2 separate regions of the Mus musculus genome follow, and region 1 is linked to region 2. A link is a contact called in public promoter capture Hi-C data. All regions are on one chromosome and are shown on one strand. The core of a region is the stretch at or near the end of the contact, and the rest is flanking DNA. Distances in the headings are between cores, read along the strand shown.

Region 1 (3,312 bases), core at 272-2,771, 160 kb after region 2:
GAAGCAAAGAAAGAGATCAAAACGTCGTGATTGAGAAGAGCAGGTGGCCCAGCCCAGTCTCCAGGTCTCAGTCTCTCCACCCAGGTCTCCCCAGGGTGTGCCCCTCCTTGCTAGTCACTTGTTTCCATAGCAACAGCAAGGGTAGCACCGAATTTGCATACACATTTACATCCTTTCTATCTGCATAATTCAACAGGTTCTGTGCATATTCATGAGACGGAATGAAGGTGACTCCGCAATTCCTACACAAAGTCTGACTCTGGTGCCCCCTACTTGCCGTACACGGTTGTGGCTCCAGCCGGAACCTGAGACCTGGCAGACAGCACGCCTCCCGCTCCTGCTCCCACTCCCAGCTGTGCCTTTTATTCTCCCACTTCCAGGCATTTCTCTTAGACATGTGACTCTCTCCCTAGTGGGATGGCCCTCTGGACATCAATATGCATGCACACGTAGGCATATGAGTGTACTCTGTCTGGTAGGAGGTGGCTGAAGGTGAGGGAGTGACGCTAGCTAGCTCCCTCTATGGAAGGACCCTTAGCCACACTGAAGGAGGACACATGAAAGGGTCTCTGAGAAATGCATAGTGGAGGAAAACGAAAGCCAAGAGAGAGTTCTCCTAGCCGTAAGGAACCTGGATGCTCTTGTCTCTCAATATGGAAGCTGACCAAGACCCTGGTTCTAGACAAATAACCAGAGAAGCCAGGCTACAGTTCAAATGAAGAAAGGTTACAGGAGCTCATATGGTGGGGCAGAGGGAGCCTGGGGCTAGGAATGCTTGCAGTGTAACAGGCATTGAGAGCCTTTGTGGGCTGGGAAAGATTCCCAGGGCCTACCCTAGCCGTGATTTTGGCCCATGATCTCTTCCTGGCTTCCTTGCTGCTCTTCCAATCCTGTGCTCCGTCTTCTCAGCAAGCTGTAGCACCCAGGGTTCTCGCTCTAAACAGTCTGGCATTTTACCTTGTGCTCCACCTCAGAGAATTCTGGAACCTCTCATCTCTCCCACAATAAAATCCAAACTCCCTGGCCAGGTAGACAGCCGCGGTCCCTGAGACTCACTCCTCGTTGGCCCTTCCTTGACCTTCAGTCACCAGACTGTTTACTTTCCTTGCGTCTTCCTATGTCTCAGTTCATGATTCCCCTCCATCCCTGCCCTTCCCAGGACTCTCCCAGCCCATTAGTCTTCAAGCTTTACACAGTCATTACCTCATTTTTCCTTGAGATTTTGCTTGTCTCGGGGCTTTTATTTCTGCAGCGAGGAACTTCTTTACTCTGTGAACCTACTGCGCCTGCCACATTCCTGAAGGTGAACTGCTGACATCATCGCTCACCTGAGACCGGAGGCTCTAAGTGCAGTGACTAGGTTTGTCACACTGGGTATTATCAGCTGCCTTTTGAACTGCCGAGATGTCACTTGTCACTTAGTCTATTGAGGACCAAATTTCAAGACTAGACTGTTTTCCTTCTGCCTTGGGGCTTCTTGAAAAGTAGATTTTACAGAGTATACGTGGGCTATCCCTTTGTGACTACTGCCACCCTGTGGTTTAAAATAGAAGTTCCCTGAGGTTAATACTAGTGTGTTTTGAATAGGTTTCTCTCCGGGTTTGTTTTGTTTGTTTTGTTTTATGACTTAGTTTTTGTGTCTCAGGCTGGTTTGGTAATCATTATGTAGGCTAAGGTGGCCTTAGATGGCAGCCCCCTGCTACAGCTTCCCCAGCTGTTAGGATTACAGATCTAAACTTCCAAGTCTTGCTTTTGAGTGGTCTTGAATTTGAAGAGACAAAGATTAGAGGAAGAAGATTGAATGATTAGGAGCGGGGGAGGGGAGGCATCAGTGTGGTCAGAAAGCCAGAGTCCCAGAACCAAGCCAAAGATGGACAGAGTCAGTGGGGCAGGCAGGCAAGGAGGTCCTTTTAGGTTACTCTGTGAATAAATCTGAATCTTCTCCTCTAATCTGAGAACGGAGGGCCAAGGGAACAAGGAATGGCGTGGGATCTAAGAGTGTCCACACACTCGGAGGCCCAACAGCGGCTCAACAGTCATCCCTTCATCCATCGGAATGATCATTACATACCTACTGTGTGCAAAGCATGTTCAAGACTCTTAGGTCACTTCAGTGGAGAAAGCAGCATCTGCCTGTTTGGTACCCACATTCTCACCAGGAGACAATAAATAAAAGTTTTAGTTCATTTATGTATATAGGTGTTTTGCTTGCATATGTGTGTGCTACATGCATGCCTGGTGCCCGAGGAGGCCAAAGAGGGTGTGGACTGGAGTAGTAGATGACTGTCAACCACCATGTGGTTGCTAGGGATCAAACCTGGGTGCTCTTATCTATGGACCCTCCTCTCCAGGTCCCCAAAATACCATCTTAAAGAAGCCAATTATATTTAGAGGGTGAAAACACACATCAAAGCGGGCAGGGCTGAAGTAGAGAACTGACTCTTGCAAGTTGTCCTCTGACCTCTGTCTGTGAGCTGCGGTGCATGCATGCTCACACATCCACTAAATAAAACATAATAAAATAGAAAAACATCTTTTGAATGGCTAGCCTCTGGAATTCTTTGCTGTTGTAAGCAACTCAGTTGTGGCACTTTGTTCTAACAGCCCCAGGAAGCTACACTTTCCTATCGCTGTGGCATTCTGCGTCACCCACCCCAGACAGCTCGTGAGGACTCCGGGTCACAGAACCCTGTGCTCTTTTAACTTAACTTCTTACTCAGGGTGGGCACCATGGCCCTACTCTCCTGTTACTATTCAGTCTTCATTTGTTCCTGTCGCAGTCTCAGAGTGGAGACTACTGGATCCCACATTCTGCTAAAGACATTCCAAGTTCATAGTTGTCAGCCTACACCGGACTTATGGCTTTGCCGTGCCAGATCTTGTCATATCTCTCAGCCGCAACAACTGTCTCAGGCATCCTGACCCCATCCGCTCTGTTTCTTCCTGCTTCATGGAGAGGACTTTTGGATTCTTATATCCTACCTGCACCTCCAACACCATCTGCACCCTTGCTCGTCCTCAACTCTTCAGACCCTCCCACTGCAGGAAGTCATCTTTGTTCCTACTTAAAAAATTTTTGTTGTTGTGGTTGTTGTTTGTCTATGTGTGCATGTGAACAGAGGTCCGCTTTCTTTTTCCGTGTTGGTGCTGGGACTGGACTCGGGTTAAGCTTGGTGGCAAGTGTTTATCCTCTGAGCCATCTCACCAACCCATGCTCCTACTTAAAAAATGTTAGTGTTTCGCTACATGTGTGCCTGGTGCCTGCTGAGGTCAGGAGAGGGTATCAGATGCCCCGGGATGGGAGTTACAGTC
Region 2 (3,353 bases), core at 336-2,835:
CCCTCTTCTGGTGACATCTTTCTCATCCTCAGGCCTCCACCGATAGATTACCTCTAAGGAGAAGTTTCCCATGAAAGCCAGGCTAGGTTAGACATTTTTCTAATACACATTCGCAATTCCCTTTCTCCTCAGTTTTATCATGCACTTAACAAGTTTTATTAAGTGACTATTTGTATAATTATTTGTTTGATAGATGTTCTTGAAGGTGAGGACAGTGTCTTTCTCCACGGAGTCGTCCCAGTTTCTAAAACTGAGGATTATGGCCTATAATCTGAGAGCACACAAACAATGCAGGGTAGGGCAAGGGTCTATTTGAGAGAGAGGTGGGAAAGACTGGCGGCCTACCACACTGTGCTTTGACTAGTGGTGTCCTAGACTCGTGTTGCAACTGTGTATCCTTTCAGGGCCTTTCTTATAGCTAAGAGCTGAAGAACTGCCTTTCAGGGATTTAAGTTGGAAAACAGTCACAGCAGGAGTCCCCAAACACTGGCTCATCTGGAGGTTTGGCATAGTTAAACCCTTCTCAGGAGGGGCTGAAGAGATGGCTTAGTAGTTAAGACCTGGGTTCAATTCCCAGCACCCACATGGCATCTCACAACCATCTGCTACTCCAGAACCCGGGGTCTGATGCTCTTTTCTGGCTTCCTCGGTGTACAGATATACATGCAGACACACATTCATACTCATAAAATTAAAAACCCTTCTAAGGTCTATGGCCAAGGCAGCCATTCACCTCAGGTCTGCTTCTCATGGTGACCAACCAACTGAACAGAGACTTCTCTGTGCTTAAGGTCCAGGCTCAGCTATTTCTTTACAATGTTTTACTTTCAAAATCTAACAGTTATGGCTCTTTTTTGCTTGTTTGCTTGTGACAGGTTTTCATGTAGCCCAGGCTAGCCTCCTAATCCTCCTGCCTCTACCTTCCAAGTGCTAAGATCACAGATTATGCTGCCATACCTGGCTTAATTCTCAGTTCTTGTTGAATTTTAGAGGAGTGGACAGCCAGCTTGAAATCAAAGCCACCGAAAACCCTTGGAGACAAACAGGTGGGCTGCTTTGATCTGTCTGTTCAAGGTGATTTTGGACAACCCAGGATTACAATTATACTTATCAGTTAGGCAACGAACTCACTCAGGCAGGGGACCCCCTTGGGAGTTCATCATTAGGACAGGGAGGCTATGTAAAAAAATTCAAGAAACTTCCAAAAACATTAAACATCCTTTGGCTGTAGATTCCAGTCGCTCTGTGAGCAGCACCAACTGAGAGTCCAGACAGGTCTCTTCACCCTTAGAGTGCCCACACCTGCTTTGCAAAGGCCCCAGGGCATAGAGTAAATGAGTTGTCCCAGGTCAGAGCCAGATGGCAACCTTGGGATTAAACTTCACTGGCTTTTCTTTCCAGCCAGCTGCTCCCTCTCTTGAGACCTACGCTGTGTCTTCTGAATGCTCAGGGTTGTATTCAATTTAGTAAGGCTTGTGGTCACATAATCACAGCTCCTAAATAAAACAACGGGTACAGAGCATCCACCAGGAGGAAGGAAAACACAGGGGCACCTTTGCCCCCAAACAGACTGAAAGCGAGCTGCGGCTGAGGCTAGAATTGTTCTACTTGAACAAAACCCAATACAAACAAATCTCTTGGGATCAGGCAAAGTCCGCAGCTGCTCTTGTTTCTTCTCTATAAATGCTTGTTGAAAGAGCCCGTGCTTAGTCTCAAGGTAAGAGCCTCTTGGAAACTGGAATGTGCTATTTCCAAAAGCAAGAGGGGCTAGGCTGATAGCCCAGGTCCAGGGTCATTGAACTTCAACAACTTTTTCTTCTTCTTCTTCTTCTTCTTCTTCTTCTTCTTCTTCTTCTTCTTCTTCTTCTTCTTCTTCTTCTTCTTCTTCTTCTTCTTCCTCCTCCTCCTCCTCTTCCTCCTCCTCCTCCTTCTTTCTTCTTCTTTTTTCAATTAGTCAGTTACTACATTGTCAGTAGCTCCATCTTCAGGAGTGCTACCTAACAACACTTCAAACTGGGTGGCAGCAACCTTAGTTATTGCAGCCTAGACTCATCAGGTCCACTCATGTCTCAGTAGATGACAAATGTTTTTTCCCTACCCTTCCTGCCTCACTGTGTCTGGTTGGTGCTAAAATAGTGAACCAGCCTATGTATGTTTGGCTGTTGGGTGGAGTATACTATTTCAATAACTAGGGCAATTTCTTTGACTGGTACATTCGTTGAGGTATAAGGCAGGCAGTGACCATGGGGTATGACAGATCCCTCACTAAAGGATCCAGGAACCTGAGACTGTCAAAGAAAACAAGATCTCAGGAGGAGGATCACTGCACAAAGTCAGAGGAATGGCCCCTGAGCATTTCTGCTTGGCTTCATTCCAAGTAGTTTATGTGCTTACCTCATTTGCTAGCCATGGGAGAGACCTGGAGGCAGAAGAGGAGCTTTCTACTAGAAAATTCAACCCCTGTAAATGGTTGAACTCTTCTACCCTTTCACACCCTCTACTCCCTCCAGTATCACGTGAAGAATGAGCGGGGACCCTTTCCCCTGCCAGCGCTCAATCAAAGCCCCAGCCATGGGCTTGGGGTCACACACATGGCTAGGGTGGGGTGGCAGAAGAGCTGCTTCCAGACTCACCAGTGCTTTCTGCTTCTACTAGAAAAGCTCCTCTCCTTTATGTCAGTGCCCGTCCCCTAAAAGCACAGACTCATAGAAAATGTGTTCTCATCACCAGCCTGAGGTTATGGGAGTAGCCATGGATGGCTCTTTTTTCAGGCTCTGAAATTTGCTCAGTGTCTGCTCTCTTTGGGTTCCTTCCTCATGCTCTGATTAAAGAGGAGACAAAGGACCTTAGTTTCCCCATCTCCACAGAGTCCTGCAGCCTTGAGGTATTTGGGTATCAGATTCTGGCCACAGACAGCTCAGGAGATGGCCTGATTATCTCCAAGACTTTAGTCTGAGAATGATGGTGACCTCAAGAGAGTTCAGTCAGGCTAAGAAGTGTTTCGGGAGGTAGGGGAGGTGCTGAAGCGGAGAGGAACTTTGCGCCCACAGGGATAGTCTTGGAAAGAGAAGAGGCCCTTTGCAGCGAGTGATGTGTTGAGGAAGGCTATTCAAGCCTGAACAGTGTGGGTCTCCAGGGTCTGCAGACTTAGCCAGGACAGGCAGGGTGCCTTTGGGAGCTATCCAGCGTTCTGAACCACCTCCCCTGAACGCGTGGGAGGGAGGATCTGACCACGGCCTGCCTGCTGGTTAGTGGTGACCTTAGATGATGCCAGTTCATCTTTGCCGTGGCTGACAGCAGCTGCCTGTTTGGGTCCATGGCCTGTATGCCTGACGTAGCTTCAGCATGATTCC

What was found. Promoter capture Hi-C pulls out the DNA fragments that hold promoters and counts their contacts.
Region 1: a contact with region 2 is called in a promoter capture Hi-C map of frontonasal cranial neural crest, with 6 times the contacts expected there. The contact joins two enhancer-like sites. A contact is called at or near these places in 18 of 39 promoter capture datasets (the 3T3-L1 cell line, the C10 cell line, the HPC-7 cell line and 13 more), 5 of 15 datasets of contacts at CTCF or cohesin (the G1E-ER4 cell line, embryonic stem cells and stem cell-derived epiblast-like cells), 116 of 484 Hi-C or Micro-C datasets (8-cell embryo, the AML12 cell line, B cells and 62 more), 38 of 115 datasets of contacts at active chromatin or transcription factors (the 230-238 cell line, CD4 single positive thymocytes, the HPC-7 cell line and 22 more) and 5 of 9 other capture datasets (adipose tissue, embryonic stem cells, liver and 2 more).

What each region holds. Positions count from the first base shown.
Region 1 is chr4:41,707,025-41,710,336 of GRCm38.p6, forward strand. No RefSeq gene overlaps it. Among named protein-coding and RNA genes, the nearest start is that of Rpp25l, 4.8 kb to the right of the region's middle. Within about 2 kb of position 1,522, at least 38 of the 459 cell types and tissues checked have an H3K27ac peak or open chromatin away from gene starts, as enhancers often do.
Region 2 is chr4:41,542,931-41,546,283 of GRCm38.p6, forward strand. The region is part of intron 1 of Fam219a (family with sequence similarity 219, member A); the gene reads right to left. Among named protein-coding and RNA genes, the nearest start is that of Gm12404, 24 kb to the left of the region's middle. Within about 2 kb of position 1,586, at least 5 of the 459 cell types and tissues checked have an H3K27ac peak or open chromatin away from gene starts, as enhancers often do.